Linked DNA regions of Sus scrofa: region 2 is linked to region 1. A link is a contact called in public HiChIP or PLAC-seq data. All regions are on one chromosome and are shown on one strand. The core of a region is the stretch at or near the end of the contact, and the rest is flanking DNA. Distances in the headings are between cores, read along the strand shown. Region 1 holds the start of PRPF38B (pre-mRNA-splicing factor 38B). Region 2 holds the start of SLC25A24 (solute carrier family 25 member 24).

Region 1 (5,923 bases), core at 2,899-5,398:
ATCTCAACAAATACTAAAACAACCACATAAGGAAATGGGCAAAAGGGATGAAGTTATTTTACAACGGAAGAGACATGAATGCCAATAAGCTCCTGAAATGATGTTCAGCATCATTAGTCATAAGGGAAATGTAAATTAAAGCCACAATGAGGTACCACCATGCACACTTTAGAATGACTGAAATTGTTTTTTATATTTATTTATTTATTTATTTATTTTTTTTTTGCCATTTCTTGAGCCGCTCCCACGGCATTTGGAGGTTCCCAGGCTAGGGGTCAAATTGGAGCTGTAGCCGCCAGCCTACGCCAGAGCCACAGCAACGCAGGATCCGAGCCGCGTCTGCAACCTACACCACAGCTCACGGCAACACCGGATCCTTAACCCACTGAGCAAGGTCAGGGATCCAACCCGCAACCTCATGGTTCCTAGTCGGATTCGTTAACCACTGCACCACGTCGGGAACTCCAGAAATTTTTTTTTAAATCCATCACATCAAGTATTGATGAGGACAAGAAACAACTGGAACACTCACCCATTGATGATGGAAATGTAAAATAGTAAAGTCACCTTGGAAAACAGTTTGTCTGTTTCTTTAAAAGTTAAACATATACCTATCATATGACCTAGTCACTTGATGTCTAGGTATTTAGCCAAGCGAAACAAAAATGTCTGCACAAAAACTCAATAAATGTATTATCATAGCTACTTTATTTGTAATAGCCCAAAAATTAGAAATCTAAATGCCTAACGACAGACAACTGGATAAACAAATACAATCGGTGGGTTAAGGATCCTGTGTTGCTGCAAGCTGCAGCTTAGATAACAGATGTGACTCAGATACCCAGTATTGCCATGGCTGTGGCCTAAGCCTTAGGTACAGCTTGGATTTAACCCCTAGCCTGGGAACTTACATATGCCATAGGTGTGGTTGTGGAAAAAAAAAAAAAAAGAGGAGTTCCCGTCATGGCACAGTGGTTAAGGAATCTGACTAGGAACCAAGAGGTGGTGGGTTCGATCCCAGCCTGGCTCAGTGGGTTAAGGATCTGAGCTGTGGTGTAGGTTGCAGACACAGCTCGGATCCTGCGTTGCTGTGGCTCTGGTGTAGGCTGGCGGCTACAGATCCAATTAGACCCCAGACTGGGAACCTCCATATGCCACGGGAGCGGCCCTAGAAAAGACAAAAAAATAAATAAATATAAAGTCAGTAGTATGATTAAAAAAAAAAAAAAGAAAGAAAAAAGAAAAAGAAAACACATACAACCTGTTGGTACCAGCAACAAGACTGAGTATCAGTATTATTCTGAGTCAAAGAAGCCAGGTGAAAAGGGAACCTGCATATGATTGCATTTATTTATTGTAATTCAAGAAAATGCAAACTAGTCTATATTGACAGAAAGTGGTTGCTGGGGATGGAGGTGGAGAGAGACTGGATTGCAAAAGGAGACAGGAGAACTGGGGTGACGTATGACTGTTATCTTGCTTGTGGTGACAGTTTAATCAGTACTGAGGTCTAGAAGTCTCCCTCAAAATTCTATCCCCAAAGGTGATGGTATTAGGAGGTAAGGCCTTTGGGAGGTACTTAAGTCATGAGGGTAGAGCTCTCATGAATGGGGTTGGTGCTTTCACAAAAGAGACCTCACAGAGCTTCCTCATCCTTCTAAAGTTGTGATTACTCAGCAACGTGGGGCCATCCATGAAGCAGGAAGAGGACTGTCCCTTGGTCTTGGACTCTACAGAACACTAGAACTGTGAAAAATAAATTTCTTTTGTTAATCAGCTACCCAGTCTGTGGTATTTTGCTACAGCCCCAAAAGACTAAAACAAACCAAACTTCTCAGTTTTATCCTATGTACAGTGTAGTATACCCAGGTTAAATATAACTTAAGCTACACCTGCAGCATATGGACGTTCCTGGGCCAGGTATTAAACTCGCCAGAGCAGTGACAACACCAGATCCTCAACCTGCCGAGCCACCAGGGAACTCCTAAATATAACTTTTTAAATGGGGATAATACTTATATATTCAGATTGCTTTAGGGATTCACCGAATATGCCAAGCACTTTATCCCAATACCTGGTTTGATACTTCATTTGATGCCACTGAAACTTTTATTATCAAACTTCAACCTCTCTACTAAGCTCTTTACTCAGAGTCTAGGGATAAATGAATTTTAAAAGATTTAGGCAATTAGGATTTGGCAATTAGTGTTACTGGGTAAACTCAATAAACTTTTCATCAAGGCAAAAAACACATAAAGGAAAAAATGAGTTCAAGTTTTTTTTCATTTTATTTTAAACTTGGTGAGTCTTTAGAGAGTGGGATCATCTATTTCCCTTGGGAAGTAAGTTTGTATAAACTAATGTACGGAAAAACAAGATCTGGAGTTCCCATTATGGTTCAGTTAACGAACCTGACAAGTATCCATAAGGACATGGGTTCGACCCCGGGCCTTACTCCATGGTTTAAGGATTGGGCATTTCCTTGAGATGCCATATAGCATGCAGATGGCTGGGATCTGGCATTGCTGTGTGGTAGGCCAGCAGCTGCAGCTCTGATTCCACCCCTAGCCTGAGAACTTCTGTATGCCACAGGTGCAGCCGGCCCTAAAAAAAAAAAAAATCTACTAAGTTTAAACCACTTCCAAAAGCTTTAGCCCTCCAACATAAAATAAAGGAACTAAACAGAATGATCACTTATATATTGTCCATTCTAAATATTAATCACTCCAATCATTCATTTACTTCTCATTTATCTTTCCTTACACTATGTCTCCATTTACCTTCTACTTCTCTGCTTGTCCTCTCTCCTGCTGGTTCAACTTCATCCAGCTGTAGATGTTCCCCAAGATTTCTGTCTCATCCCTTTCCCCTCTGTGTTTAAGCCACTGAAATTAATCTTGCCTTCAAACTTCCTACTTCAACAGTTTCTAGGAAAGCGTAAATGATAAAAAGTGCCACAATGAGAAATCAAATAGCATGGAGAATGAAAAAGGTCACTGGATTTTGGCAATTAGGGTATCACCACATGAGTCATCACAGGTTTTGAGCAGGGAGTGCTGCACTTTTGGAAGGATGACTCTAGCAACGCCCTGTGAAGAACGAATTGGAGCCAGAGAATATTCCAAACATTAGCATCTTAAGGTAACTTTGGGGTCATAGACGAAATTATGTAACCCTTAGGCTTAAATGTCATCAAATTCCTTATGTTTCATCTTGGCATTCCAGGCACTTAAATAGCCCAATTCCTATCTAGTCATTACTCCTCCATAAGCATATCTCCTGGCTCCTGTCAACTAGATTTACCCTCTAACAGACTTGATCTTCCCTGCTTCTATATATACTCAGGCTGTTCTCTGTCGGTAAAACTGCCAAGTCCATGAACCTGCAGAAACTTCAGTAGCTTTTGTTGTCTTCTCTTGACTCCCAAATTCACCATGCTTCTTCTCTAGGTGAACAGTAGCTTTTGAAAGATGACACGGGTTCTGACTCATTCGCGCACCCACCACCTTCTTCCCTCTACCTCCCTTCAATGCCTCGCCCAAGGCTATCACTCGGAATGCACCGCAGAATGGAAGAACTCCAGTAGGAAGAAAGCAATCAGGTAACGAATGGCACTACAGATACAGTAGCTCTTAAATGCTAAAAAAAAAAAAAAAAAAAAAAAAAAATTTAGCCCAGCAAGATGTTTATCTTGACCTTACGGTTGAATAAATTTAGGCTCAAATAATAAGATCTCTAGCCGGACAGAGGGCAGAAAGACTGCACTGGAATCACACGAAGGAGTGCGGTACTATCATCCCTTCCAAAGAATCTTAAAACTGAATTCAGGAGGTTCGGTTACTCCGCAGTAGTCAGTCATGGATTTGCAAGTATACAGCCTTGAGAACGCCTGACCGCTCAGCTTTCGAAAGATGAAACCGGGGCCCGCAGTCCAAATATTAAAACATACCAATTAGACCTACAATCTTCCTCCCCTGACCCCCAATTTCCAGTGTAAATCGCCTAAGAGTCGGGGAGCAGAGGGCACCAACGCCACCGCAGCGCGCTCCGAACGCGCGGAACAAGGAAGAAGACTCTCCGGCCCACCTGGGCAACTCTGATTGGCCGCCGGCTAAGCTTGGAACTCTGGGGCGTGTGGCGTCACATCCGCCGGGGCCGCCATCTTGTTCCCAGGGGCAGTTGGCGGAAGAGATCGCGCTCTCGGGCCGCCGGCTCGCTTTCTGCTTGGAGTTCTCGCGGCCCGCGTCTTGGCGTCTGCTCTCCACTCGGGGTCCATTTGTCGGCGTCCTAGTTGCCCTCCTTCAGCTGGCTGGGGCACAGCTACGCGGCCCCCTCTTCCGACGGCGTTCCATGGAGTAGGGTCCCGGACCGTTGTCCCGAAGAGCGAGATCGAGCTTGGCCCCCTCCCCCTCCCTTCTCCCTCCCTCCTTCCTTCCGCCGCAACATGGCTAACAACAGCCCCGCGCTGACAGGCAACTCGCAGCCGCAGCACCAGGCAGCCGCGGCCGCGGCTCAGCAGCAGCAGCAGTGCGGCGGCGGCGGCGGCGGTGGCGCCACCAAGCCGGCAGTCTCGGGCAAGCAGGGCAATGTGCTGCCGCTGTGGGGCAACGAAAAGACTATGAACCTCAACCCCATGATCTTGACCAATATCCTGTCGTCGCCTTACTTCAAAGTGCAGCTCTACGAGCTCAAAACCTACCACGAGGTGGTGGACGAGATCTACTTTAAGGTACGAAACGTCTAGACCTGGGGGGGTGGGGGTTAAGTTCGGAGGAGGGGGTATAGAGGAAACGGGCGGAGGCGGCCCCGGAGGACTGAGGATTTGGTGGTGGGTGGGGGGCGGCGGGCGGAGGGGTTGTGGTGGTCAGTAGTCCGCCAGGGAGGGGTCAAACTGGGGCCGCCCTCTCATTTCCTTTTCAGATTTTTAGGGCCCGGAGAGCCCGCCGCCATTGATCTCGCTCGCCTCCCCCCACCTCCTGCCCGTCCCTGGGGGGAGTTGGACGGGAGAGGTGGGGGAGAGGAGAAACGAGACTGAAGCCTCTCCAGTTTACAGCTTTAAATTTCTTTCTTTTCACGTGGATCTACTCAGCGCCAACTTGTTGGCGCTTCTCCTGCTCACCCCGGGCCAGGGCGTGTATTGACTTCAATGTTGGCCTCGTGTAGTCGGTGTTCACTGTCCGATTAAGACAGGGAAGTGGTCAGTGTGCGTCGGGTGGGGTGGGAGGGTTGAGGGTGGAGAGGTGCAAGTGGAAGAGATGTACCGAAGGCCTGGAAATTTTCGCAGCAGGAAGTCAGGAGTAAGTGGTCTCAGTCACCTGTGCATTGGGCTTATTTAGAATTATCTGGGCCCTGGGCTTCTGCGGCAGGGTCGGTGCTGGCTTGGCTGTGCTGGGGAGCTCACCTGGCGCCTCCTCACTGCACTCTTGTCTCAGTTCTTGTTTCGTTAGCAGGATTGACTCAGTCTTGCAGCGAGGCTCGGAGCAGCCCAGGGTCGCAGGTAGAGGTATGCATTATTAATCATGCTCAATCGCCATAAATGCATTTCCCTGGTTAAATGAACGGCTAATTAGATTTTTTTTTTTTGGCCATTAGTTTTGGTCTTTTCCTCACCAATTTGATAGGCGTTCTCCACTTACCTGCAAATTATGTAGTTTTAAAAATACCTTCCAGGCCTCCTAAGGTTAATTTATATTTTAAAGAATATTAATCAATGATCATTAGCTATTAGCTAGAACATCTAATATGATACAATCCGTTTTGTCTGTATTGATTCTTAAAACATTTGACAGATCACAAAGTATTTTCTGTGACCTGAACACTTCTGTAGAGGTGTTAAGAGAAGGAAATTTTCTTTATTTGCTTTTAAGTTATGTTTTGTCCACCTTTTCCCCAATTAAGTGGGGTTTTTTTGAAGGATTTTGTA
Region 2 (5,883 bases), core at 3,115-5,614, 230 kb before region 1:
ACCTCTGAACCCGCTGCAGCACTCACACCGAGCATGTGAACAGCCAATGGGCTGGGCTGTTCCAACCAATGACTAGCAGAGCAGGGCAGCAGCACTGAGCAGCCACCGCAGGACTCCCCTAACAGCCCTCCCTCGGCCACTCCCCAACAGCCTAGTGGAGACTTTCTGAGAACTATACTTTGGCCTGAAGTTCCTCCTAGGTCTCCTTTCTTGCACTCTTCTAACAGGGGTTAGATGTGCATCATGGTCTGAAGACTCCCTCAGCTCACTCCTTTTCCTCTCCCTCATCCTTCTTTTGCACACCCAATATCATATGGATTTTTCTTTTTATTTTTTTTTTCCTTTTTCAGCTGCACCCCTGGCATATGGAAGTTCCCGGGGCCAGGGATCAAATCTGAGCCTCATCTGCAACCTACACCACAGCTGTCAACCCTTAACGCACTGCACCGGGCTGGGATCAAACCAACCAGCAATGCCACAGAGACAAGCCAGATCATTAACCCATTACACCACAGTGGGAACTCCCCATCTGGATTTCTGTTCCTAGGAGGACCAAAAATGACACAGTTAGCACCAGGAGTGGTCCGAGGTAGGAGGCAGGAAAATAGGCTTTGGGAACTGGCTCACTCACCACCCAGCAGGCAAAGAGCCCTGAGTAGAACATGGGGTAAGGATGGTGCCTTTCCAAAGCAGGAGCCTAGATGCTGAAGATTTCCCAGGGTGACTTGGGAAAATGACCTGTTTGAGGGAACACCACGGCTAGTGCAATGACTCAGGCATTCAGAAAATATTGGGGGGGGGGGGGCCAGGCTATAAGGATAGGCAAGAAAAAGACAAAAGGAACAGTTCACTAGGAAGATAAATTTGCTAAATTTGAACACACCAATAGTACAGTCTACTACATAGCCTTTTTTTTAAAACACAAAAGGGAAAAATTGACAGAACTATAAAGAAACGTTAGTAAATCTACAATCATAAAGGAGATTTTAACACTTCTCTTTCAGAATTGACTGCAGTAACAGTATTAGATAATTTCAAGGCTAGTAGTTCACTGATTGTTCATTAGGCACAAGGCATTATTCTAAGAACTTCACATATTTTAACTCATTTATTCCTCACAATAACCCTATAAGTACCAATATTACCTCTGCTACAGATGAGGAAACTGAAGCTAGAGAGATTCTTAAAACTGCCCAAAATTTTAAGAGGCAGAAACATGATTTAAACTCAAGCGGTTTGACTAGATTTTTTCTTATTTCCTTACAAGTTCATTAAGCATGTAAATAGATGTTTATTTGGCAAAACTATGGAAACATAAAAAGTGACTGGAGAGTGGGAGTGAATAGATAGAGCACAGAGGAGTCTTAGGGCAGTAAAAATACTCTGTCTGATATTAAGAATATAGATACATGTCAGAGTTCCCACTATGGTACAGCAGGTTAAGGACCTGGCAATGGCTCAGGTCACTGGGGAGACAAGGGTTCGACCCCCAGCCCAATGCAGTGGGGTAAGGATCTAACATTGCTACATGGTATAGGTCACAGCAGCAGCTTGGATTTGATCCCTGGCCCAGGAACTTCCATATGCTGTGGGTACAGCCAAAAAAAAATTATAGATGCATGTCATACATCTATCTGAACCCACAGAAAATACAACCCTAAGGTCAACAGTGAACCCTAAGGTCAATATATGTTCATCCTTGGTTCAAACAAAAAAGTACCATTCCGGTGAATGATGTTCCCAACAAGGAAGGCTATGTATGTGATGTGTCTGGGCGGGGATATGGGCAAATCTCTGTACCTTCCTCCCGATTTGGCTGTAAATCAAAAACTGCTCTAAAAAAAGACCATCTTGCAACACGATAATTTTTGGTTTTCTTGTCCTACACGTGCTAGATATAAAAGGACTAACAACCGCTTTCAATTTTTTCCCCTTTTTTCTTTGATTATTTCAAATGAGCCACTGCCTCGTTTAGGGCATTTCCAATCAATGTCTTCAATCTTTTTTATGTCACTGTACTTGGAGACATGATCCTCATCCTAAGACGTTTGGTCTTAGTGGCAGGCACAGCCAATAGATAAAAATAATACCTTCTGAAAATTCTGGCCGTCGTGATATGTGAGACAAGGTTCTTATACAGAGTAGAGTGTGATCAACTCGTCTACAGAGGGCAGACCAGAAGAGCTCACTCCAGAGGAGGTGATATTTATTAAAAAATAAATAAATAAGCCCTATTTTTCCGAATCATAAAAATAATAATGTGATCAACTAAAAAAAAAAAACTGAAATGAAATAAAAATTGTCAAGAAAAAAGTAAAAAGTTAACTTAATCCTACCATCCAGAAGTAACCATATTAACTTTTTATTGAAGAATGAATCAGTCAAAAAAGAGTGTTTGGAATAGTTAATAATATCTGCTAGGAGCATAGAGTGACATGTATGTGTATTCATATATAAAATACGTTTTATGTCTATGTATAAATGCACACATACAGTGATAAATATATGCTATTCTGTTCTACATTTTTGCATACACACGGTTATATAAAACTAATTTTATATTTGTTCTTATCAAACTTTTGGAAAACTAAAAACATTTTTTATTTACAATTTTGAGTTCTCTGTTTTTCTTAATCTTGCCAGAGGTTTTTCTATTCTCATTTTCAAAAAAAAAACTAATCAAAGAAACAAATATTTGCAAATTTAAAGCACATATTTAAGTAATTCCTGGGTCAAAGAGTAAATCATATTGAAAATTAGAAAATCCTTGGAGCAAAGTATTACAACAAAAACACAAACATATGGGATGTAGCTAAAGAAGTGATTAAAAGGCTACTGTAGCTCAAAATTAATGGATCAAGTGTTCAACTCAAGAAATGAAAAAACAGGCAAATGAGTAAACACAGAGAAAGTAGAAGGAAATAAACAGAAGTTAATGAAAGAAATTTTAAAAAACAGAAACGGGGAGTTTCTCTGATGGCCTAAGGGGCTAAGGCTCCAGCATTTTCTCTGCTGTGGCACAGGTTCCATCCTTGGCCTGGGAATTTCCACATGCTATGGGTGTGGCAAAAAAGAAAAAGAGAGAGAACCTGAAATAAATGTTGCATCTCCCATTTAAAAAATAATAATAATGAGAAACAATCAGCAAAAAGTACTGAGAGTTGGTACTTTCAATGTATGAATAAAGTAGACAAAGACTGAAGGGGGGAAAGTGATTGACAAAAAAAAAGATTTGCAAGATTGAAGGCGTCGAGAGATAACAGGAATAAAACAGAGACCATAACTACAGGTACAGTGAGAACTCAAAATGAGAAATGAGTATTATGAGCCTTGGACAAAATGGGCTGTTTCCTAAAAGTTGTAACTTACTAAATGTGACTCACGAAGAAATAGTAAGAGCCCTGTAACCACTGAAGTGAGTAGCTTAAAATATAACTACCATAAAACAGTTGTTGGCTCTTGCAGCTTAATCACTTTCCCTCTTGGGACAGAGAAGGCTGGAGTGTCCTCTTATGTTTCAGTGGGTTGGAGAGGTTCCAAGGATCTCCACCCCCGATAGGGGCTGGACCTCAGAGACACAATTAAAATGACTCAGAGGAGCTGAAATTGCTCATCGATCGGCCAACCCTTCAGCTTTACGCAGTTTGGGCATTAAGAGTGTCTTCAACAAGGCAATGCTACATCTCTTCAACAGGAAGTTGGGAGAAACACACCTTTGCTTTTCAAACAGTTCTGAAACAGAACACAAAACTATCTGGAGCAGTAAAGCAATTTCGAAGAGCTACAGAGTGTGAGCCTTTTCACAGAACGTGGGACCCACTAAAGAGCGAGAGCTAAGAAACTTGATTAAATATTTGCAAAGGCTGGGGATGGGGAGGGTTAAATTTTTTGCAAAGGCGTAAAAAGGCCTGGGGATGCGTTCAGACAAAAGTATTCAGTATGGGATTTCAAACTGTAAGCGACTGTGTCTACTGCACCTTTTTTTTTTTTTTTTTTGGAAAAACACCGGTAGCCTTTCAGATCCTGCCTCGCATCCGTTCCGGGTACCCGGCCGCGGTCCCGCTCCCGAGCCTCTGAACCGCGTCGCGCGGGCTGGAAGCCACAGTTCCAGCTTCTTCCTGCAGAGCCGCGGGCCGCCGCCCTCCCGGCCCCCGCGCGGCGCCCGCCGGGCAGCGACCCACCTCCTCGGCGTCCTGGCCCAGGGGGATGCCCAGGCTCTTGAGCCCCTCCTGCAGCTCGCGGATGTCCACCACGCCGTCCCCGTTGCGGTCCAGCTTCTGGAAGAGGGTCTCGTAGCGCGTCGGCGGCTCGGCGTCCTGGCAGGCCGCCGCGGGCAGCACGAAGCCCCGCAGCCAGCGCAGCATGGTCCCGGAGGCACGGGCCGGCCCAGCCGAGGGAGGTCCGGGGAGCCGAGGGCTGCCCGCGCGCGAGGCCTGAAGGCCAGGGACTCGCGGCGCCGCAGGCGCTGCAGGCTGAGGAGTCGAGGCCCCACCCGGCTCCGCGCACAGGGAGTGGCCGCTCCCGCCGCTGCTCGGGGAGGAGCTCGCCCCAAGCCGGCCTCCGGGAGAGGTCGGGGGACGGGCCTGGCGCTGCCCCGCGCGGGCAGGAAGTGAAAGGGCTGCGGGGTGGGGCCGGGAGGGGCCGGGGGACCTGAGGAGTGAGTTCTGCTCGGTCTCCCGAGTGGAGGAGCCGTCAGGGCGGCGATGCCTGCCTGTGGGTTTCCGCATCTGCAAAGGAAGGTTGGGGAGGGGGACGCTTTGAAGCTCAGGTTTCTGCATTTCAAGCCCCGCTCCTTTCGGGCTGGGAGCCCTGGCGAACTGCCCAGAAATAGTTCTTTTTGCACGGAATTTGGGGCCTTGTCCGGCTCTGTCTCACACAGCTCCCTTGCGTTTTCGTGTAACTTAACTCCACAGACCCCACACATCTCTAGGTCTGCTTTCTAGTCACAAAAATGAGGGAGGGGGAAAGAAGTGGGATGGATGGGAGTTTGGGGTTGGTAGATGCAAGCTCTGACATTCGGAATGGATAAGCAATGGGGTCCTGTGGTACAGCACGGGCAGGGAACTATGTCGGGTCTTGGGGTGGAATATGCTGGAAGATGGTATGAGAAAAAGAATGTATGACTGGGTCACTACGCTGTACAACAGAAATTGACACAACACTGCAAATCAATTATCCTCTAAAAAAAATAAGTATCTCTCACACACACACACACACACACACACACACACACACACGACAGAGAGGGTTGGTTGGGTGGTTGCATACCTGGGATGGGAATTAAGCTTTAAGAAGGAAAGGAGTTAAATCTGAAAGCAATTTAAAAAAAAAAAAAAAGGAACACCTAAAATTAATACAGTGTTTCTGTTAATAAAACTGGGGGAGGGGTGGGGAGGAGTGGGGGAGGGGGACTCAAGGGTCTCTTGGAGAAAAAATCAACATCCATCCAAGTGGGCAGCCGTACTTTGCTCTACAGCTTAGTTAGTGTGATCTGCCCCTGATAAATCTCAGGGCATATCTGCTCATCAGCACTTATCAGAAAAACCTCAGGCCTACTCCTTCTCAGGATAGACACAGTTACAAAAGTGTGGTTTATTGCCCGGGTAAGACAGAACTTCTTACTGCATAACATGCACTAAGCAAAGGAACCCTGGACTTCAGAGCCTTCAGCTGTGTAAACTTGGAGATGAGGCATAACTTCCCTGGGTAGCCTCTCATCAGTAAAATGAGTATGAGTATCTGCCTCATAATAGCAAGGTTGTATACTGTATGTGAAAGATTTTAACACTCTCCAACATCAATCAGATGAGATATTAATTGTGATCATTCTCTGTCCATCCAGAGCTGCCCATAGAAACGATCACTGTATCCTATTATCTGCAG

What was found. HiChIP or PLAC-seq counts read pairs in DNA pulled down with a chosen protein or histone mark.
Region 2: a contact with region 1 is called in an H3K27ac HiChIP or PLAC-seq map of alveolar macrophages. The contact joins the promoter of SLC25A24 here to the promoter of PRPF38B in region 1. A contact is called at or near these places in 2 of 2 datasets of contacts at active chromatin or transcription factors (alveolar macrophages and skeletal muscle).

Annotation. Positions count from the first base shown.
Region 1 is chr4:111,345,730-111,351,652 of Sscrofa11.1, reverse strand. It overlaps PRPF38B (pre-mRNA-splicing factor 38B), which reads left to right and starts at 4,148. Exons shown (of 6, transcript XM_001927806.4): 1 at 4,148-4,729. The coding sequence starts at 4,445. It overlaps LOC102160506 (a long non-coding RNA gene), which reads right to left and starts at 4,077. Exons shown (of 3, transcript XR_002343537.1): 1 at 3,950-4,077; 2 at 2,781-3,639; 3 at 1,167-1,746.
Region 2 is chr4:111,578,667-111,584,549 of Sscrofa11.1, reverse strand. SLC25A24 (solute carrier family 25 member 24) reads right to left here and starts at 4,364. Exons shown (of 10, transcript NM_001199363.1): 1 at 4,182-4,364. The coding sequence starts at 4,364.